2 separate regions of the Gossypium hirsutum genome follow, and region 1 is linked to region 2. The links are chromatin contacts, called in public Hi-C maps. All regions are on one chromosome and are shown on one strand. The core of a region is the stretch at or near the end of the contact, and the rest is flanking DNA. Distances in the headings are between cores, read along the strand shown. Region 1 holds the start of LOC121219871 (thioredoxin O1, mitochondrial). Region 2 holds the start of LOC107886463 (meiosis-specific protein ASY1).

Evidence for each region. A called contact is a pair of places that touch in the nucleus more often than the background predicts.
Region 1: a contact with region 2 is called in a Hi-C map of leaf, with 2.0 times the contacts expected there. The contact joins the promoter of LOC121219871 here to the promoter of LOC107886463 in region 2. A contact is called at or near these places in 2 of 34 Hi-C or Micro-C datasets (both in leaf).

Annotation. Positions count from the first base shown.
Region 1 is chrA03:92,837,217-92,842,096 of Gossypium_hirsutum_v2.1, reverse strand. LOC121219871 (thioredoxin O1, mitochondrial) reads left to right here and starts at 1,446. Exons shown (of 6, transcript XM_041098452.1): 1 at 1,446-1,797; 2 at 1,906-2,022; 3 at 2,113-2,192; 4 at 3,003-3,047; 5 at 3,528-3,625; 6 at 4,395-4,880. The coding sequence starts at 1,548. The coding sequence ends at 4,464.
Region 2 is chrA03:92,241,124-92,246,047 of Gossypium_hirsutum_v2.1, reverse strand. It overlaps LOC107886463 (meiosis-specific protein ASY1), which reads left to right and starts at 1,580. Exons shown (of 23, transcript XR_005916284.1): 1 at 1,580-1,771; 2 at 1,879-1,935; 3 at 2,539-2,635; 4 at 2,731-2,799; 5 at 2,898-2,990; 6 at 3,084-3,210; 7 at 3,320-3,389; 8 at 3,486-3,527; 9 at 3,887-4,015; 10 at 4,097-4,210; 11 at 4,351-4,393; 12 at 4,508-4,549; 13 at 4,716-4,840.

The DNA of each region.
Region 1 (4,880 bases), core at 197-2,696, 600 kb before region 2:
GGAATGGGAGATAAGAAGCTGAAAATATGCATAAGGCAGCCATCATCAAGGTTATTTATAAGAGTTGAAGAAGGAGAAGAAGACGTAATCTTTCTGGACTTTCTCTTCTCTAGCTCTTCCACCTTCATGGTCGGCCTTTGCCTTACGAAAATAATTTTTTTTCTAAGATATTAACTATGGTATGCAATGAACAATAAATCGACACGACAGTCAGACACAAGTTAGTACTTCGGTTGGTTCTTTGAGTTGAGTTGAACTGCTTAATTAAACCCAATCGGGATTTATAGGTCGAAATTTGGACAAAGATTTCAGGGTCTTAAACCTAACTTTTTTTAAAACTGCTTAGCCTAGCTAACATCAAATTCATAAGTTTGATACTCATTACCAGGCGACATTAGTCAATCAAGAACCAAAAAAAAAAAACAACAACCTATGCCTTTAGTTTCATAAGCCAAGGAAACAAAGAAATATATCAGAGACCCATAACAAATTTTGACAATCAAAGAGGACTATGAGAAGAGCTATGAAGTTTTATACAAGAAGAGTTATAAAGTTATGAGGAAGGAGAAATAGAAAACAGGAGCTTATCATAAAAAAAGAAAATGTACCGGAGATGAAGATGAAGGGCCAACGTGCTGTTGATTTGGGGAAAAATGTTGGAAGAATTCTGGAGCAAGGGAGAAGAAAGCAGACTATTTTGGGGATAAATTTTAAGCGTGTGGTGTTGAATAGCAATTCAGAGCCTCACCCCAGAATACCTATTACAGCATCTGAGGAATATGAGTGTAATAGCAAAGCTGTGGAATCAAGTAAATAGTGAACCAAACGGTGTAATAGCAAAAAATTACTGTAGCGCACGAAATTGCGCAGGAATGGAATAGCGATTCCATCCAACCAAACATGTTGTAATAGTTTGAAGAATTAATCAATAAGGATAAAACTCAAAATTAACTTTGGTTTAAAGTAAAACTTTATTTATTAATTTTAATTTGGAGTAATTTTATATATAAAATTATCAATATAGTGCCAATTTAAGTTTGCATATTACATACACAAATAATTATGTTGATCCAATATAAAAATAAATTGATGTAGTTATTTATTTAAATGTATACAATTGAATTAAACTTAAATGTTCATGTATACATTTGAACCATAATCAAAGTTTCATGTGTATAATTGCACCAAATCAAAGTTTAAGTATCAAATTGTACATTCGATCAAAATTCATGTATAATTTTAAAATTTATCCCTAATTATTATGTTTTGAAATTTAAGAACCAATTTAAAAATTGGTCTATAGTTTAAGGATGTTCAGTAAATCAACTCAATTTTAAACTGTTCAAATTTTATATGGGCCTTGAAAAAGCCTAAACCAGGCCCTTGTAACTCGGTAGCCCAACTCAGTTACACCCTACAAGTAGGGCAGCAAAAATGGCGGAAACCAAGCCACATAATTTAGTCCTTTAAAGCTGGAAGCCGCACTTCTATTATTTTACAACCTACAAACCGAAGTGTAAGTAACCCAGATTCTGAGAACGGCAAAAATGAGAGGGAAATCAATTCTCCGCCCATTTCTTACCCGTCGAGCTTTCAGTGGCCGCTCTGTTTCTTCTTCTTCTTCTCGGATTCTTTTAAATCAGAGTTACTTAATGTCAACCCCCCAGACAAATTCTTCAATCCCTAAAACCCCATTTCCAGTTTGGACCCCTGAAAACCTTAATCTCTCCCGATACTTCTCGGACTCTTCTCCTGATTTTTTCAAACCATCCTTCATGGAAACCGAACCGGTGCCGGGTAAATTCTATTCTTCATTTTCTATTTGTTAAAGTGTTTTTCTTTGAACATCGAAAAAGAAGAGGTTTTTTTTTTTAAATACACATAAATTTGGTTCTTTAATTTCAGTTCCAGAGAATGTTGTCCCCGTTAAGTCAGAAGAAGATTTTGATGCTGCACTTAGCAAAACTAAAGACGAATCTGTGCCGGCTGTTTTCTATTTCACTGCTACATGGTGTGCTCCATGTAAGTTTTTCTAACTTCTTCTTTCGAGTTTCTGATATCAAAGGCACTGGCTGTGTTTCACTATATTTGTTCTGTTCCATCTATATGTAGGCCGATTCATCGGTCCTGTCATGGACGAGTTAGCTCGGAGAACTCCTGAAGTAACAGTTTATAAGATGGATATCGATGAGGTCTAAATGATTTTTTTATTGAATTTATTACCTTCATAATTTACTGGTTGTGGTATATATTTTTAACAAAGGAACTTTAAACCAGAATGGTAATGTATTGTCGGGTCTAGATTTAGGTATTTCTTCCATAAGTTTTGAATTGCAAATATCTCCATTGAAGGGTCCAGTATGTATTATTTATGAATCATTCATTTTGAATTGCCTTCTTGGTGGTAAAGTGAATCTATTTATGATGATTTGTACAAGGATTTGTTATGGAAAGGCAATAAACTTAGTATGATTCTATTTCGTGTTTGAGATTGAAATGTTTGATAATACAAGGGCATATGATGTAGAGTTTGTTGTTAAACTTTCTTTGAAATAAGTTATTACTATCTTTTCAAGTCATTTTATTTGCTCATGTAAGTTCTGCAAAACTGTACCTGAGAAAATTTTTGAAATGTTTATTATTGCATTCATTCTTATTGATTTAATATTTTCTTGCTATGTCGAGCCATTTCTTATTTTTGTTTCATGAAGTACATGTTTCGGACACCTATGCCTGCCTCAGACTAATTCATGGGTACTAGGATATGATGCTTTAAGAACCATCCAAAATCCAAATACATGGAAAAACTTAGAAAGAAATGAACATACCTGTGCCATACATATATGTGTCCGAAACTCATCTGAGTCTGAGTAACAGTTTTATTGGGCTTTATTAATTTTAAATAGAAGCTAAACTCTTACCTCTTTTAGCTTTTGCATTTCAGAAACACTTTCTGACAATATGTTTTATATACGGGAATTAATGTTGTCAACATGTTGCAGGAAGGCCTTGCAAGAAAACTGAAAGAGCTAAATATTACAGCTGTGGTAAATGACATTTCTTTTAACTATTGGTTATTCAATACTTGAACTGCAAACCAGGCATTTGCTACCATTTATATATGGTGGCAAACATTTTTTGCTGTTACTTTCTTCTCTTGAATGATGAGAAACCAGTTAAGCATGATTTTTATATCTAGTTTTAGATTGAAATCTTAGTTTTGGGTTTTTAGTAATTTAAATTGGTTATGCTTGATATGATACTTATATAACATGTCTATGTGCAGTATAATTTTTGGTATAACAGTGGTCAATGTCAATTATAAGTTTCATTTTGATAACTTTTTGAAGTATTTTGGAATCTCAATTACCAAACTAGATTTTAAGTGCTTGTTATGTCTGCCATTGCAATTTTATTGTTAAAATAAGATAATTTTAGCTTGGCATATTAAGTTTCCAAGAGTCTTTTCCATTCTTTGTATGAACAGATTCTTTGTTCGATCACTAAATCTTCATCTTTGGATACAGCCAACTGTTCAATACTTTAAAGAAGGCAAACAGGAGGTAGAAGTTGTTGGTGGTGATGCTACACGCATAATTCAAACAATGAAGAAACTTTACAACATGTAATAATTCTTCCTCTCTACTTGCTTCTTTTGCTGCTTTCTTGAACACGAACTTATGCAGTTGATTTATATTAGATAATTAAAATGTTAGGTATAATGTTTACTAAATTATCCAGTTTCCATATTTTTTTTAAACTTAATATGTTTTTGTTCTGCCTTTTTTATTTGGTTAGTAGCTAAATAATGCTGCTCCAGCTCTTCATTTTTTCTTGAAGCATCTGTGTCTGACATCCATGTCTTGATGCATGTCCGGACATTGGTTTGGGGAGTGTAGTGATATGATCTTCCCTAAGCACTCCAAATATATGGAACTTTTTAAAAAAATTGAAATCACCTATGTCACTTACATCAGAATCCGAGTAACATAGATTAATATAACTGGAAGCCTTTTGAGAGTGTATTATTTTTTTATTCTAAGTGCATGCTGTTGTACATTTTATGCCAGTGCAAAAGATATTTGCATGTTTAGAAGATAAGGTCACAATTACGCTTTTTTGACCTTATCTCTGCCTTTATTAGTTCAGTTAAAGTATTTTCTCTGAACCTGTTCTTGTGTAGATTCTGAAGTAGAAATATTTTTAAATTTAGCCACTTGGTATGCATGGATCAACTTTATACAATAGTATATTATCTTTATCAAAACTTGTTTTATGCAGTTGATTTTGTTTTGGAGATGATGTTGACTGTGGGTTGAATGCCAAGAGGAAGCATAAATGCTGTCTGTTTTATGATATGGTTAGTTTCTGACCTCCATTGTTTTGTTTTCCAGGAGGGATCCGAAGACAGATGATTCAAAGCAAGATGCTACTTCAGGGGAAGAGGTAAACGAAAAAAACTGATGCTTGATGATGATTACGGAGCCTTCCTCAAGCTATCAAAGAAGGGAAATAAAGGGTCTTAGGATTTCCTTATGTGAAGCTGACTGTAAGACTTGGTTTCGGAGAGTGGTCTTCTCTCATCATTCTCACTATAGGTGAGCTTTACATATCGAGCACAGAGCTTGGTTGATTAAAATTATAACTTTAGGAGGAAAGTTAGGATCTTTTTATGGAATGTGCAGTTTGATTTGGCAATTTCTAAAATTCTAAAACGTAGACAATTTTTAAGGTAATGTGCAGGTTGATTTGGCATAGGAGTTGCCTTTCAAATTTGGGATTTCAATTTTTTTTTTGAGAGGGGGGGTGTGTAGATGCGACTATTGTCTTGGCAAAGTTATTTGAGTTCGATTAAAAAACTTGAATTCAATTCAGTCATT
Region 2 (4,924 bases), core at 331-2,830:
TGTGACCTTTTCCAACATTATTCTTGTATTTGATTCAATGAAAAAGTGAACAACGACAAGAAATAGAATGATCCAAATTTGAAAAAAAAAATAGTCATGTACCTAAAATAATAATAATTATATTAAGAAAGCTATTAAATTATATATTATTTTATTAAATTGTATTAATAATTATGTTAAAATATGATTAAATTATTTATTATGATTTTTATTAATTTATATTTTAATAATAATTATATTAAGAATATTATTAAATTATATATTATTTTATTAAATTATATTTAATAATAATTGTGTTAAAATATGATTAAATTATTTACTTTTTATTAAATTATATTTAATAATAATCTTATTAAAATTTAATAACAATAACAATAATCATTTATCTAAAAAAATTTTACTAAAGGTATTCTGGTCATTTAAATATTTTTCCTTATACTATTACAACATCTATTCCATTCCAACCAAATATAAAAATATTGTTACAGCTCTATTCAATTCCATTGAACCAAATAATTAAATTACTGATTACAGTTCTGTTCTATTACAACTTTATTCCATTACATTTCTATTCCATTATACCCTTATTCTATTCACCCCAACCAAACGTAGAGTTAATGTATTGAATTTATGTACTATATATAACTTTTATTTATGTAATGCATGATATATATACGACAATAATTTATGATCATAAATTCTTTCTTTAGGATAATAAGGATGATAATTATATATATTTTTATGAATTTCTTGAGGTTAACATTATTTTATTTATTCACTTATGCATTGCAAACCTTGTGTTTATCCTTATGTATTATTTTATAACATTGTTTGTGTATTATCTTATGCATCTTTATGTACATTCCTGCATTACTTTTGTATCTTATCATGTGTATTATTTTTATATATTATTTTATAACATTTATGCATAATTTTGACAAAAAAAACACTTATTATTTATGTAATAAAAAAATTGTAATTGACTAAAATTTAATAAAAAAATTTAACGGTACTACTAATTATTAAAAATTTATATCACCATTCTAATTAGAATAAAATATTCAAATTAACTAATGATATTGTAAAATTTGATATACTAAATTATATTAAAATTAAAATATATAAATTAAATCTCGAATTTGAGTGAAATATAATCATAAATTGAAATTTAATTATTTTTATAATTTTAAAAAATAGAGAAATTAGAATTAGAATTTACTCGCTTGTTAAAAAAAAAGGATAAACAATGGATTAAGCCTTCATTTTATTTGAAAATGGAAAATGGAGGTTCATGAGCAAGCTCGCGACGGTGCTCAGCGGACGTCTAGTTTTCATGTAACTGTCTCTCATTGGCAGAGCGGGTACGGTGCTTCAACGGACTCCAAGTCCCGGCAACCAGTGCTTAGTTGATGATGTATTGGCCAAGCTGAAGCTGCCACGTCAGCATTCCAAGACCAAAACGCCCTTAATGTTCATGTAAAATAACAATTTCATCCCTCATCACCACACTTTACAGTTCAAACACACCATCTGCATTTTTAATTTAGCCGTGCTTAAAATTTAAATTTCATGTACCGACCTTCTATAAATAGCGACTCCCTAACTCTCCAAGCTCATTTCTCTCCCGCCATTACTTACTTTCTCTCTCTCTCTCTCTAATTTGATTCAAACTTCCAAGCCAAACACTCTAGTTTTCTCTGAAAATTTCTCTTTATCCTCGCTTTCTGCCATTTGAGTTCTTAGCTCTCTCAATCAAAATTCTACAACAATGGTGGGCTTTAAAATCAAAGCATTTCCTATCCATAATCACGATTTCACGTTTTCTTTGTATTTCTCTACTCCAATCTCGTTATAACTTGTACCGCTTTATCTTGTCAGGTTGTTGCGCAGAAGGTTAAAGAAGCGGAGATCACCGAGCAAGATTCTCTCCTTCTGGTAAAACACTTCCACTATCCAGTTCTAGCTCGTTTCTTTGATTCCCCTGGCATTGATTTGATGTCTCAACACAGCGTTAAGTTTGCTTGTTTGCTGTTCTATACTTAGTCGCTACATAAATTTTTGCTCTGTTTTTTTCCTGTTTGATCGTAATATAGTTCCTTCTTTTATCTTCAAAAATTTGAGTGCATCGATAAACTCAATCTGATAAATGCAACGTAGGCAGAAGCCAAAATCTCTGTTCTCGTTTTTTGCTGAAATTTAACTTCTCTAGGAAACTTGGATATTAAAGGCTTTTTATGTACCAATAGTCTGCAGATCTGAACATTTTAATTTTGCTTTGTCGCTTCGATGAAAATTTTTCTCATAGCTGGTAATGCCTGCCGTTAAATTTTTTTTCAGTACTGATTCCTTATAGTTCATCGCAACTTCGCGAGAAAATTGCTCTGTTTTTCTGTTTCTCTCGTGAATTTTGCTGCACAATGGACCCGAGTTCTTATTTTTATTATCATAGTTAGACCTAGAAGCTTTTGGAATTGAAGCTTTGATTATAAATATATTTAACTTGATCTCATCTTTGTGTATTGATTTTTCTCCTGACAGACGAGGAACTTGCTTCGTATTGCTATTTTCAATATTAGCTATATCAGAGGCCTTTTTCCAGAAAATTATTTCAACGATAAATCCGTCCCTGCTTTAGGTAAGCTTCATCTTCTAAGACTTTCACAAATTTCATTTTAAAATTTCCAAAACCTCTTTGGCTAATTTCTTCAAAATCGTAACAAATATCATTAGAGATGAAGATCAAGAAGCTGATGCCGTTGGATGCAGAGTCTCGTAGACTGATTGATTGGATGGAGAAAGGCAAGTTGTTTTCCATTGATTCTTCACTTCTTTTTCCTGTTTTCATCGTTGTCGCATCCTTGAATTTAATTATTCGATCATTTATCTCTTCTTCCCAGGTGTCTATGATGCATTGCAGAAAAAGTACCTGAAAACACTATTGTTCTGCATATGCGAATCAATAGATGGAGCAATGATTGAGGAATATTCCTGTAAAATTTCCGAGTCACCGTTTTTCTAACCGTATTCAAAGTTTAGTGGTTCGATTCTTGATTTAACAAATTGAGTATCCCTTCTCAATGCAGTCTCTTTTAGCTATTCCAATTCTGATACCCAAGAGGTTTCGATGAATATTAATCGCACTGGAAGCAAAAGGCATGGCAGAGCATTCATCTGCAACTCCACCACTGAAGTTACTCCCAATCAAATGAGGTGATAAAAATTCGATTCATTCAACCCAGTATAATCTTGAATTTTCTACCAATTGTTGTTTAAAGATGAAATTTTAAGTTAAAACTTCCATAACAACGTAAAATTTCAGGAGTTCTGCTTGTAAAATGGTCCGTACTCTGGTTCAATTGATGAGAACTCTCGATAAGATGCCTGAAGAGGTAAATTTTAGCAAATAAGCTTTCTAAATATTTCTTTTACATACAGCTGTATTGGTATTATTAATTGTGATATCTTTATTCTATCTTCTGTTTCAGCGTACTATACTAATGAAACTCCTCTACTATGATGATGTGACGGTACGCCTTTCTTATTTTCCCCGTGAAGACTTTGCTTACCATCTACCTCAAGTCTGGGGCTAATTTAGTTTAAAATTTCCCAAATGTTCAATAAAATATGGGAAATTATTTGTGAATTCTTGTTGTCTATATAAGTGGATTGGGTATTTGGTTGTTGAGCATATGTTCACTTCTCCGGGTAATAGTCGTAAAATTGGCCAGCTGTCGCATGCTTGCAATGCATATTGAACTGAAGCAACTCGTTGCTTGTTTGTCTATGTGCTGATTTTCCAGTTTTCGGGTAACTGTTTTGTCAAAGTTTTTTAGATTTAACTTCAAAATATGGTATTATGGTAACGCGCTAATTTCATCAAGTACAGCCAATGGACTATGAGCCTCCATTCTTTAGAGGCTGTACGGAAGACGAAGCTCACAATTCATGGACCAAAAATCCTTTAAGGATGGAAGTTGGAAATGTCAACAGCAAGCACTTTGTGTTAGCTCTCAAGGTAACTTTTTGAAGGCTTGTGGGGATCGCATTTGTTGTTCGTATATTAATCAAAGTTTTCGTTAACGGTAACTTTGTACAGGTGAAAAGTGTACTTGATCCTTGTGGGGATGAAAATGACGACATTGAAGATGAAGAAGTAAGCCTTGGTGTTGACTCTGTTCAAAGGGATGAATCTTCCGACTCTGATACTGAGGTACAATAACAGTCTCCTTTGTTCAGTTTATGTACAGTTGCCCTTTAAAGCACGCTTGTAATATATGAAACCAACTGATACCACACTATCCAAATGATTAGAGCTGTGTTGAGGTCTTGGATTTTTTCTACTGATTTCAGGTTGGTGAATCACAAGAAGACCAATTTATTGTGGCTCCAGTAGGTAAATAATTTGTTTCAACTAGACCTTATGGTCCTTATTTGTCCCTGCCATGTTTTTTATGAGTTCTTGTTGGGAGAATTTGATTGTCAGTAACAACAATGGCTATTCTGCCAGATAAGGAACGATCAGAAGAAGACAATAGTGCGGTTGATGAAGGTAACATTTTCAAGTTATCAATCTGGAATTAGACATTGTAGAGTTTAAAGTTGATAAAGAAGTTTTTTTTTAAGAAAAAAATTTCCCCTCACCTTTCCTCTTTCTCCATGAGAATTTTTTTCCTTCTAGATTAGGTTTCTTTAATAATCTGTTACCTGCTGCATAGATGATACTCAAGATCCCGTGGAGGATGAACAACAGTTGGCAAGGGTGAAGATTTGGATCGATAATCTTCATCTTGACACTGTTGAACTTACTGATGTCCTGTCACATTTCCCAGATATCTCAGTGGTAAGCGTGCTATCTTAATTTCCCATCTTATTTTTGACCAATAGAGCCAGAAATTAGTACAGAGTAGTTTGCTTTTGCTTTTTG